Regions from separate parts of the Mus musculus genome. Here region 2 is linked to region 1. Evidence: chromatin contacts called from public HiCAR-type data. All regions are on one chromosome and are shown on one strand. The core of a region is the stretch at or near the end of the contact, and the rest is flanking DNA. Distances in the headings are between cores, read along the strand shown.

The links. HiCAR-type assays count read pairs that join an accessible place to other places.
Region 2: a HiCAR-type map of fibro-adipogenic progenitors shows a contact between it and region 1, with 5 times the contacts expected there. The contact joins the enhancer-like site here to the promoter of B430319G15Rik in region 1. A contact is called at or near these places in 5 of 39 promoter capture datasets (the 3T3-L1 cell line, the C10 cell line, cranial neural crest and 2 more) and 3 of 115 datasets of contacts at active chromatin or transcription factors (embryonic forebrain, embryonic limb bud and fibro-adipogenic progenitors).

The regions. Positions count from the first base shown.
Region 1 is chr9:92,540,597-92,546,685 of GRCm38.p6, forward strand. It overlaps B430319G15Rik (RIKEN cDNA B430319G15 gene), which reads right to left and starts at 2,273. Exons shown (of 1, transcript NR_029474.1): 1 at 1-2,273. It overlaps Plod2 (procollagen lysine, 2-oxoglutarate 5-dioxygenase 2), which reads left to right and starts at 1,627. Exons shown (of 19, transcript NM_011961.3): 1 at 1,627-1,972. The coding sequence starts at 1,864.
Region 2 is chr9:94,699,376-94,705,464 of GRCm38.p6, forward strand. The region is part of intron 2 of Slc9a9 (solute carrier family 9 (sodium/hydrogen exchanger), member 9); the gene reads left to right. Among named protein-coding and RNA genes, the nearest start is that of Slc9a9, 33 kb to the left of the region's middle. Within about 2 kb of position 2,221, at least 56 of the 459 cell types and tissues checked have an H3K27ac peak or open chromatin away from gene starts, as enhancers often do. A contact at or near this core is called in fibro-adipogenic progenitors, where this site is marked.

The sequences.
Region 1 (6,089 bases), core at 1,023-3,522:
AGATCTGGATTTGATGAGCTAAAGAAGCTGAGTGTTTGCCATGGGAAGTAGATATTTGTGGAGTAGACAACTCCAGCCTACAGGAGGGCTGGAAACCCGAGAGGGCTGGAAGGATTTGGTTTCAGGTTGTTACTGAAGCGTCTGGCTATTTTGAAAGTCTCAGAGACTATTGCTTTATAGAGGCTCTTAAGTTCTGCCTTTGAGACTCAACAGACTGTCATGGTAACCAATAATTACTGGTAGGCTCTACAGCTAAGCATACATGGAAATTCCATCACTAGCCAGGCAAGTTGAAGACTCCAGAGGTTCGGGGAAGCAAGAAATCAAGTTCAAGGAACTTGGCAGGCCCAAGTCTGGATTTCTGGAAACATATTTAGCCAAATGACCAGCCCTTCTTCTGAGGGCTGATTCTACTTGCCCCTGCTTGGATTCATGACGCTGCACCTGCCACCCACACTGTAAAAGAATCCACTTCTTAGCTGACCCTCTTCAGAGAAAAAAAAGTTTCACTTCATTCTTCCTTACTCCATTCTTCTGCAATCACAGTTTCCATTTCTTTGACTATTTCTACTCATGTCTGAAGTTTCCCCAATTTTCCTTTATTAAAAAGAGGGAGGAGGACAGACACACCAAGACCTTCAAAACAGCAAGGACTGGCTCAGTCTCATGATTATTTTTTCCTTTAAATGTCACACTCCTAATATTTACACATTTTCCCACCTGCTTTCAATCTGCTAGCTAGTATTCCTCTTGAATTTATGCCAATTTTACAAAACCTGTGATCATAAACTTTGAGTAATTTTAACTTTAAAAAATCAGACTTAGAACGAGTATTTCCTTTCTCCTCCCATTGCAGGAAGATTTAACTACGAGCTTCTTGAACGCGGTCAATTTGATTCTTTCTTCATTTTTAAGCATACACGGAGTGTGTGAGACAAAGTTGTCAAAACTTTCACCCCTGCACAACTCAGTTTAAATCCTGGGACTAAAAGTGTAAAAACCAGAGGACAAATGACTTTGCATAGACATACTAATCAAAACCCAAAGCAGTGGAGGTAGCTCCCAGGAGACCAGGAATGGCTCCTCTACATCTTCGGAAGTAATTTTCCATGTGCCTGGCAGGGCGATCTTGTTAAAGCACAGCCTCAGGTTGCCCAAGCTGGGCTTGGACTCCGTCGGGTTTACAAGCTTCATTACTGGAAAGAGTCTATGGCTCTCCTGGCACCAGCAGCGGCAGAGATGTTCACCGGACAATGAAAAGTTTCTGTTTACAGACTAAAATCAAAGCATGGCCTTCCTTGACACGGTGATGGCGAAGTTCAGAAGGAACAGCTGGGAGTGTGACAAGCGCCTACTCAGCCAAGCAGACTGAAGCCCTCGCAGTCACCACTCACCTCCGGGAGCGCCGGGTTCAGTAGAGAAAGAAGGTCTAGCCAGGGCGTGCCGAGGAAGCTTCTGGAACCCCGGGAGAGCAGAGGGGCGCACGTTCCACAAGCAAGCTCCCTGGAGCCCCGGCGTGAGGCGGTGCACGTAGGCGTAGGCGACTCGGAGGGTGGGGGTGCAGCCGGGATAGCCCGGGACGCGGGGTCCCGGAGCAGCGCCCCGCCCCCGGCCCTGGCCCCGCCCTCCTTGGCTGCTCTTAAGCCCGCGCCGCGGGCGCCTCCGGTTCCGTCGTCCGCTCCTTGCGCTCGGACTCCGCCGAAGTCCGCTCAATCCTCTCCGTGCTCTTCGGTACCCACGCAGTCCTCCCAGTCCGCCCTCCGCTCCAGCCCCGGGCTCACGTCTGGTCCTGCGCTCTTCGGGGTCTCAGCGTCTCGCGAGAAGTCCTCGCCACAGGCCTTCGGCTCCCGGGTTCAGGGGCGGATGGGGGACCGCGGAGCGAGGCCGGGGCGGCTGATGCCCATGCTCGCCCTGCTCTCCTGGGCGGCCGGCCTGGGCGTGGCGGAGGAGACGCCCGGGCGCATCCCTGCAGGTGAGCTCTGCTTGCTGGTTTCCACCGGCGGTCTAGAGAGAACTGGGCATGTTTCCTCTTTGCTTGCTCCATCCCTGCGGGACCTAGCCGCGGGGCTCCCTGCTTTGAGATTGGCAGGGACCTCCTTTCCTGCGCCCCGGGAAGCAGCTTGCCATCCTGCCTCTGTCTACACGCAGCGCTCGGGACCCGGCTACGATCGGACCCAGTGTGCTCCCACCCACTCCTCCTTCCGTTACACTTTGGGGCGTCCCTGAGCCCTGGCCCTGGCCGGTGTTCGGAAGCTGAGCTAAAGCTAGTAGTTGGAGGCAAGTTCGTGTGAACAAAACTTTCTGGGTTCAGCCAGAGGAGAGCCCCGCCGCCTATTTGTCTCAACGGGACTTGCAGCGCTGCTGTATCGCGCAGGGGAGTTCTTTGGTCCTTTCTACTTCTGGGCCCTGGGCTCAGCTCCCTGGAACTGAGCCTTGCGTTTAAATGACCCGATGCACTCTGGTGATGAGTGGGTGGATGCGCTAATTTTGCATTCTATAGTAACTAATTAGATTCTTTTCCTCTGGAAACTAAGGCGAGGAGCAAACATTTCTACCTTGGAATTCCAATTCAGAGGGTAACACTTGGCACAAGTCCAGTTGGACCCTGTAACCATCGGTTTTTGTCTTTCTCATGGCGCAATAGGTGAAACTTAAGGACTCAGAAGCACCTGGTTCTGTGGAACAGTGCTCGCTTTGTTGGCTGCAGTCACAGGGAAATCTGAACCTGTATGAGTATTCTGATTTTGAAGTAACTTTTATCTCATATCAAAGGTATTTCTTTCAGCATAGTACTAGAAAAATCACACAGATAAATGAGAATAGAGACAGAATATAAGACTTTACTCTGAAAACGGTCTTTGTTAAAACACCAAAAGCTTTTATTGATAAGTAAAAATAACCGCCAGGATTTGCTAATTTTAGAGTTTGGCTTCAGCTTCTGTCTATTTTATGCCACCTCGATGCGACTTCTCACTTGTTTACAGAGTATATCCATGCCAGGCTGCTACCTTTAAATTTGAGGTTAAAAACAAACAAACAAACAAAACAAAACAAAACAAAAAACCCAAACAAACAAAAAAAACAACAAAAACTTCCCTGTGCAAGCTTTTACATTTCATGGAATTGGATGTTAAATTTTAAGGGATTGTAATATCTAAGGCAGGGGATTTGAGATACGAATGTTTTTCATATAAAGCCTATGGTTAATATCTGAGACATGGTTTCTGTGGTGGTAGGTGGGCCCAGAGTTCAGTTATGAGCTAAATGTTGGAAATGTTTCTGCATTAATGGAGCCAAGTGAGGAGTAGCCATTCTGGTTACACACACAGATAGATGGTTTCACATGTTCTGTGGTAAGCTAATAGATGCAAAAGATGCATTGTTTGGTTATTTGGTCAGATTTATTATCAGCTGTGGTAAGTTTTATCCCTGAAGTAGTATAACTGGAAATTACTACATGGATATTACTACATAAATAATCTTTCAGGTCTAAGTTGTCTAGATGAGTGGGCTTTCAAGAGTGCAGATCACCTGTGACAACCCCCCCCCCCCCCATTATTTGTCAATGTGTTCCAGCTGGTCAGTAAAAAGAATATTCAGAGCTGGGGAGATGGCTCAGTTAGTAAAGTACTTGTACCAAAAGTGTGAGGACCTGAGTTCTGGATCCCCAGGGTCTACTTAATAGCTAGGCCTGGTGGCCTGTGCTTATAACCCCATTGAGGATGAAATAGACTGTAGGCAGATCCCTGGAGCTGACTGGCTACCTAGTGTAGCCTGCTTGGCAAAGCTTGCTTGGCTAATGAGATCCTGTGTCAAAAAGAGGTGGTGGCTGGTACCCGAGGGATGACTCCTGAGACTGTCTTCATGCCTTCACATGCAACCCCCCCCCCACCAGTGTGTGCTCACTCTCCCACATAAAAGGAATGGGCCCTCTTGATAATTTGAGCCATACCCCCTTTGTAGGAATTGCAAGTCTAGCTTTTTCCTTGACCTCTACCTACTAGATGGCAGTGGCGCCCAGCTATGAAAGAGGGAACAAAAGAAGGCTTCAGCAAAAGGCCAGCCTCTTGAGAGGCAGATGATCCAGGCTTGAGAATCACTGCACAAGATAAATAGGTGTCCTAGAGGCAATGTGACATTACAATGCTATCAGCGGGATTATAGGTCCTACTCTGCCCTTCCATTTAGTTTTGAGAGTTTTCTGGAACTTCTGGGCTCACGTGAGCCTCCTACTTCAGCTTCCTGAGTAGTTGGGATGGCAGGTTTTAGTTGTTTAAAAGCCATTTTTCTTCTAGCAGTTTTCCATTGTGACGGTGAGTGTGCTTCTGGAATAAATTTCCTGGCTTTGGCTGTGAGTTCAACACTTGGGAAAGTCCTGCTTGTTACAGCAACTGAAAGGTCTGCTGTGTGCTGCCCTGGATGTCTTTTGGCAGCCCTAGTAGTCCAGGCTCAGAGAGACTATCGAAAAGATTTCGGTTAAAATCATTTGTCCCCATTTGTCCTCGCAGCATTTATCAAACTTTTCTTTCCTGGAGCTTTTCCCAGGCAGAGGTCGTCAGTCAGGTTCTAACGTTGATGCTTCTTTCTGTACTCCATGCCTTCTAGATGAGAGAAGTGGGAGAGGGCTTTCCTGCCAAGTCTTTGCAGTCCGGATGCTAGTCCTGGATCCAAACTAGTGAGTGCTTTTAGAGGTATCTTGACTATTTTATGGACTCCATTGGGCCAAACCCAAGTCTGGAGCAAAATTGAAAGAGATGGTTTCAGACATTTCTGTTAAGACCAGCATTTTTCAATGATGTTCATTTATAAGCTCTTTAATTTGCTATGCTGCGTTCGAGGAAGGAAGAGAAGGCTTGTCCCCTATCTGCTGATGCAAACCAGCAATTTACAGGGCGGAGAGGGAGACAGTGAGTCCCCAGAGAGGCTGTGGGAAGGGAAGGCGGGAAGCACCATCTCGGGACTCTGCCTTTCCTGCTCTTCTCCCCAGTCTGAGACCTGGGAGAGCCCGCACTTGCTCTCTTCTGTGTTTGCTTTCCTTTCTTTTATAATACGGCCAGTTTCTGCAGCTCAAACCTGTTTTGCTTTGTGCTTATAATTTAATGACTTAGACTTTGTGAAGCAGAGTTTCACAGTCTTCAGAATGCACACCTGGCCCATTTACCACAAAAAAGATTCACCGTTTATTTTGTAAAGCTTAAGGTCTCTTTTAAGAATTAGGAAAAGCAGCATGCAGCCATTGAGGTTAGTAGGTGCGCTTCTTCCAGGCCTTCAGCTAACTTGTCTCCGTGTTCTTTCTCACTCGGGGACCCTTGCTACCAAGATTTAAGCGTGCCCTGTCAGCCAGGTCTGTATTTCTGAGCTGTTGTTAGCAGCTCCTTTCCATAGCTTGTGTTCCCCCCCACCCTCCTTGATTTCTCTTGATCCGAGACAGTGCATTCACTATTCTCATCAGGTGCTTGTATGGCACAATCAGCTATAGGACCAGAGTTGAGATTTGGGGTGTTTCATACCCCCCCCACAAGGCCACTGGGAACTATAAGAGGAGCCCGTTCTCCTTCTGCACTCTTTCTGTTTTCTCCATGCCCTACCTGCCCTTGGTATTGTTCTGTTGGACTTTTGGGTATTTGGGAAAGAAATAGCAACTGGGCTTCAGTGACTTAGAGCGATGGTTGTTTACCAGGGAAAGCATGCTGTTCGTAGGTTATGCATATGGTGGCTTACGTGCAAGACTGACTGAAGGCCAATATGCCCCTCAGCCAGGGACAGAATGCAAACCACAGGCCAAACCCACAAGGTCAGACCCAGCTTTGTGCTTCATATGGCCTTTCAGCAACCAGACTCCACAATTTAGGATAGATGGAAAAGATCAGAAGGCGAGTCATATATCATAGCCTGTGAAAACTTTATGAACTCGGAGCTGTATTGGCTGCAGTCGCATTCATGTGCTGACATATTGTCTGTGGTGGCTCGAGCGCTCCCAGGCAGAGCTGAGTCGTTCCCCACAGATGGAATTGACTACGCAGTCTTAAAATGTTTACCGGCTTGCCCTGTGCTGGTCCTTGCCATAGAGGATGACATTCTTACTGAAG
Region 2 (6,089 bases), core at 971-3,470, 2.2 Mb after region 1:
AAAACCAGGTCCTTCCCTGGGACAATTGCAGAAAGAAAATGAGTGAGTACCTATTTCATATCAATAACATACATATTTCATATGAATCAAAGTACTAATTGTACAATAAAAATACAAAAACGGTGAAATTGAGGAGAAAATATAGTTGCAATATGGAAAAAATAAAACAATCACTATAACTCAAATAATATAAAAAATGCACAAATTTCACATTATAGTTATGAGACTGTCAACAATGTTAAAAACACAAACCATTGAAGGGGATAATAGAACTAGAAGAATGTATTTGAAATATAAGATACAAAACAGAATTGTAACCTGATTCTGGGAATTAACAAGTCAATAAGGAAAACTAAACTGGATGACCAGGAATGTCCCGTAAAAGATATGATCAAAGGCCAGCAAGCAAAATAAATATACTTATTTCATTAGTAATAGGAAACAAAGCTAATGATGCGATGTTTAGTATCAATCAGATTGCCAACAAATTAGGAAATTATCAATACAAAGTGTTGGCTAGAATATAAGAAAATAATCTAAGAATCCCCTGTGTAAGTATAAGTGGGTGTGGCCATAGCAGCATCTGTAGAGATAGTCTGTGTCATTTACTGTTTAGCAGTCCACTTCTAGAAAGGCTTTTAAGACTGCACAAAGGCTTAAGCACAAGGATTTCTACCTCAGTATTTTGTGTTGGTGGAAGATAGAAATCAACCCAACTATCAGAGAACAAAATTCCCAGATCCTGATCCAGTCATCCAATAGGATGTTCCAAGACAGTTTCAACACTAGCCAAGATCCACATGCTCATTAATATGGATAATTGATGTCAAAATTGATTTCAAAAGTAGACACTGGGATTCAAATGGATCTTTACTGAATTCCTACAATGTAGACAATGCACGCTACTGATAATTGTTTACTAAAACATATTTCAAAATGAAAGAATGTGTCCGAGAAGGGGAGGACACTGACTGTCCTGTCTGACTTGCTTCCTGGTTGAGATGAAGATGGACTTCAACCAAACACACATCACTTACATTTTCCAGATGTAAGCTGGGTGGGTTACATGCCTGCCAGCACTTAGTAGTTTGACATAGGTGGATTGCTACAAATTTGAGATCAACCTGGCTTACATAGCAAATACCAAATTCCCCAGGACTGCATAGCCCTATCTAAAAGATCACCATCCCCATAAAAAGAATCCTGAAGAAGAATTAAGACCAGAAATAAAATAAAGAATGGTTGTAGCTTAGGATTTTCCAGCCCTGTGCTGCCCCCAAGTGATCAGGACTTGACATGTATGCCTTGGCTGCCCCAGGTTTTACACTCAATAAAAGCCTAAGACAGCCTTACAGAGTGTAGTACATGTGAAGGCAAGCTGCTCAGGCAGGAAGGGAAGCTGATCTAGGGTAGGAAGGGAAGCTGAACCCTGGCAGGAGATGAGCAGGCACAGGGTAAACTCCCACTCCCATTGCCTCCCATAAAATGATGTAGCTCCTCTAAAAATGCCTGCCTCTGACCGTTCTGTATGTAAAGCACCTCCTTACTCTGACAAGTGACCAATACATTTAAGATTTAAGGGCTCTGCATAAAAATCTGAAGAAACGTAAGAGTGTTTTCTGCATGAATAATCATCCCTTAGTGTGGCCAAGCCACAGTCGAGATGTCCCGATTGAAAGGCAGTCGTTATCACTGACGTGCTCCAATGCCTGGACCACTTAATTTTCTCCTGAAGCTCTGTCAATCTCTTAACTTTGCTTCACTCCCCTGTTCAGCCTCCATTTTTCTCCCTCTTTCCTGCTTGCCATCTTTGTCCCTTTATTTTCCTCCCCTTCACCCCTCCTTTATATCTAGTCCCTACTTGCCAGGTCCCTAAAGACACCCACTCCCAGGAGAGAGGGGCCTGGAGCCCACTGTGCCTGCTTTCTCAGCACATACTTCTTCTATAACCCCTGTCCCCACTTCTCCACTGAAGGCAAACGAAAAGGATCAGCAGTGCCTCCAAACCATGGCTGCTGCTCCAGGAACCAGCATCTGGGTAGGGTGGGGCAGGTTGGTCCCTTCCCAGCCCATCTCGGGAGATCTCGAGAGATCAGTCATAAGCAAAACACAGCTCATTTTGGAGGTTTGCATTCTTGTCCCTGTCTGAAGTGATTGAATTTCACATAGACGGTGACTAACTGGGAAAAATGTGTCCCAGATGTGGTGCTCAGAAATTATTCTGAGAACAAGGTTATGTACACAAAGCTCCAGCCTCCCTGTGCATCTGTCACTGATGCTGGCACCTGCATCCAGCAGCAGCAACGTTCTGTAATTCTTTATTGGGCTCTTCTGCAGCTGAGCTCTTTGTCTGCCTCTCAGTCATCTCTGTCTCTGTGTTTCTGTGTCTGTCTGTCTCTCCCTCTAGCTATCTTTCCTTCGGCCTGTATCTCTGTCTCTGTGTTTCAGTCAGTCTTTTTCTCTGACTGTCCCTCTATGTTTCCTTCTGTCTCTCTCTTCTCTGTCTCTGTCAGTCTCTGTCTGTCTCTGTTCATCTCTCCCTGTCTGTCTGTCTCTCTCTCATTCTGTCTCTGTATTTCTGTCAGTCTCTGTCTCTCTCTCTCTTACCGTCTCCTGTCCCCTACTAACCCCTATCCCAGCCTTGTCCTCTACCTGTTTCCTCCCTCTGTCTGTCAGTCTCTGTCTCTCTCTCTCTCTCACTGTCTCCCCCCACCCCCATAGCCCCCGCCTTAAGCCCCATCCCAGCCTTGTCCTCTACCCGTTTTTCCCATGACACTTACTCCCCAGAGACCCTGCTGCACGGATGATTCTGGAGTGTTTCTCCTTGGCTCTGACCTTTCCATCAAGTACACAACTCCAAGTGTTGCAGACAGCCGGGCTCAGTGAGCCAGGGCCCAGGAGGCCTGAGGGGTCCTGACCTTCCCACCCCCACCGAGTCAGCCGCTTCACAGCCACACTGGCTGTCACTCAACCAGGTGTAAAAACATAGGTCTCTTCTTTTTTTCTTTCATTTTTACCTCTCTATTTCAACCTTAAGCCCCACTAATCCTCTCTGCCATCTGCCCAGTTTATTTTAAGCAAATCCTTGTTGAGTGAAGTGCTGTCTGTCTCATTCTGTCAGAGCCACCTCCTTTAGCACCAACCGTCCCTTGAGCTGGCTTTAGTAACTGCAACCCGACAATGTTTTCCTTTTACACAGCTCAACTTCGATGTCTCTGCAAACTAATCTCAAGGGACTTACCTTTTTAAAAGGGGGGGGGGGTGATGGTGGGGAGAATAAAACACTGTATTATTTGAGTAAGTGAGACAGCCATATGACTCGGCATTTAAAAGATTCAAAGTATATGTTGGGCTGTTGATGCTTTTATTCAGTGACTTTTCTGTTGGCCTCGTTTTGCAGCTATAGAGAAGCAGATGGGAGTTCAGCAGTGTAGAGATGGAAAGCAAGGTGGGTAGGGAGGTTACAATGTAGGGACTAGGGGAGAAAGGGAAAAGAGAGGTTAGCAAAGATGTAGGAGCCACATGGAAGGAGTAGGTATCACTTCTACCTGGATTCAGCTGGAATTCAGACCTAGATCCCACCTGAAAACAGTTGACATGTCTGGACAAATAGGGATGGCATGTGTGAGTCCTTCGCAGTTTCAGTCTCATATGCCAGGCGTGCAGCTCTGCCCTTCATCCTTGGGAGCTGATGAATGGTTAAAAGCAACTTTATCCATTTATAGGCTGTTTCTTTAGCTTTCCCAATCGTCACTTCAAGTGTCAGCTGTGCAATATGTCACCATGTACTAACCAGGCCATGGTCTATCCCACCATCTTCTATTGCTCTGTGGGAGCCACATGCATACAAGCCTACTTGGAAAAAACAAATTCTCAGATTAGATCTGCCAAATCAAGTGTGTATAGACAATATTTGCACAGTCATTATCAAATTATACCACTTGGAGATCATCCAAATTTCTATTCCCAGTAGCCATTTGATGTTTGGTCCTGTTTATAAAAGTATCTTGACTTTCTTCATCTTCGAGTGAAGAGAGTTCAAAATCATTACCAGTGGATTTGAGAGTGTTTTACGTATGGGTCTCCAACCCCTGGTCCACAAGCATTTTCTTTCATTTAGATTCGGATCCATAGCAGTCAGAAATCTCCAAATTCATTACTCCTCTGAAGCCACTAGCTGGTAGACACAGAGTGCAAATGGGGAAATGAAATGAGACTCTGTCTGGGAAGCTGGAAACGAAGACCAAACTCACTCACTTGATTAGTGCCGTGGCATAGTCTCATTAAGTATTCTCAGTTTTCCCTTCCTCTTACTTCTGGGGTTCACACCAAAGCTAAGCACGCTAGAAGAAAGATAAGCATATCCATGAACCATCACAGTTGTGTCCTGTGGCTGTGTGCACAAGGTCATCCGAGTCTCCTTTAAAATCGAAAGGTATTGAAAATGCATGCGGGTCCTGAGTTCTGCTTTTTAACATATCTTCACTCATTTTGGTATTTAAAATTATTTTAAGTTACTTGCTACCAGATGTTATTGAATTCATGAAAGTGTCTTGCTTCCCTTGTGGCTTGGAACGCCCTGGCCCATGGGGCCTATATCTGGTGACTGAGCAGGTCTCTGCATGGAGGGGTCCAGGGATTGGTTCTCATTTATCCTGCGAATTCCAACTCGTCTGATGCTTTGATATCAAGAGTTCCCATAGGCCAGCCATCTCAGAGTGGTATCTCTGTCCTGGAGAACTCCAAATTACAGCTTGCCTCAGAGCCTTGAGCCCCACTTGTGCTGTTCGTTGCCTTTCTCTGTTTATAGCCTTTATATACCAATCTGTTACATGATGTATCTTCGGATTCTTTGTACCAAGAGGCCTGCTAAGTTATCAATGACTAAAACATTGAAGATGACTGAACCTGCCATTTTGCTGGCTGTTTTTACTCGTCCAATGGAATCAACTATTCCCCAAATTAACAAAAACCTAGTTCTTAGTTCCATATCTTCCTTTATTATATGAACTTAGTTCCCTTGGGAATTATGCATTTAGTTGGCCCATATCTACACATTCAATTCCCAGTGATATCCCTGTCATGTTGACTGACACTGGGCATGCCATTAATTTCCTCTCCTGTCTCTGGAAAATAGGGATAATTGCATTTGCCAGCTACCACTTTGGAATGTTGTCAGATGTGATGAAATACTGTTTTTAAAAGATGTCTTTGGAAGGTCTAGGCCATATCTATCACAGTCTTTCACCAGTGTGGTTACTTTAGTGCTTATTTACCTAGTAGGTCAGTGGAACATTGGCATGTCTTGTCCGACAAGCATGGAGACTCGTTGCATTCTCAGGCCCAAGCACAGTTTTGCATCTGTAACCTTCTGAAGCCTTGGGGACTAAGCTCAGAATATTCTTTCTGTTCTTGGAAATTTTCTAGTTGTCTTTGGAAACATATGTGTGGGTCATTTTAGTCAAATACTGTTTCCTATGCAAAATAGCATTCCAAATATATTGCACCATTGTGAACAGACTAATAGTCTGCTGACCCCATGTAGTCTTTAAGATTTAATGTAGGTTGCTTAAAAAAATCTGTTCTCTTAAAGCATAGGTAATGCTTGCGTCTCAGAGTCCTAGGCCTGTTGTTTTAAATCAGGCTCGTGTTGAACAGTGAAATAGAATGTTTGCAAACTAAATAATGAGACTGTGGAGTCTCGCTGACTGTGCAAATATTAATATGCTACCCAATTTCCACTAGCCACCAGTGTTAGAGGTAAGAATCCAGTCATCCAGTTCAAAAGCCCAGCATGCCACGTGGCTAGTGGCCACATGGCTAGTGGCCATGTTCCAGTTTCACGGTCATGTTCTGATGGGCAGGGTCTGAAGGTCCAATCTGTAATTTGTGTCTTGAAAGCCATGCAAATCCTTGACTGTGGCATTTTGCCTCTCTGCTCTTCTCCTTCATCCATTGCTTAGGACCCAGTATTTTAATTAAAAAAAAAAAAAAAAAAAGATGGATAGTTCACTACCAGGGCCATGACCAGAGAACAAGTCTGAGGGAAATGGCATGTGGAATTTCCAATGGAGGCTGCCACAGCAGCA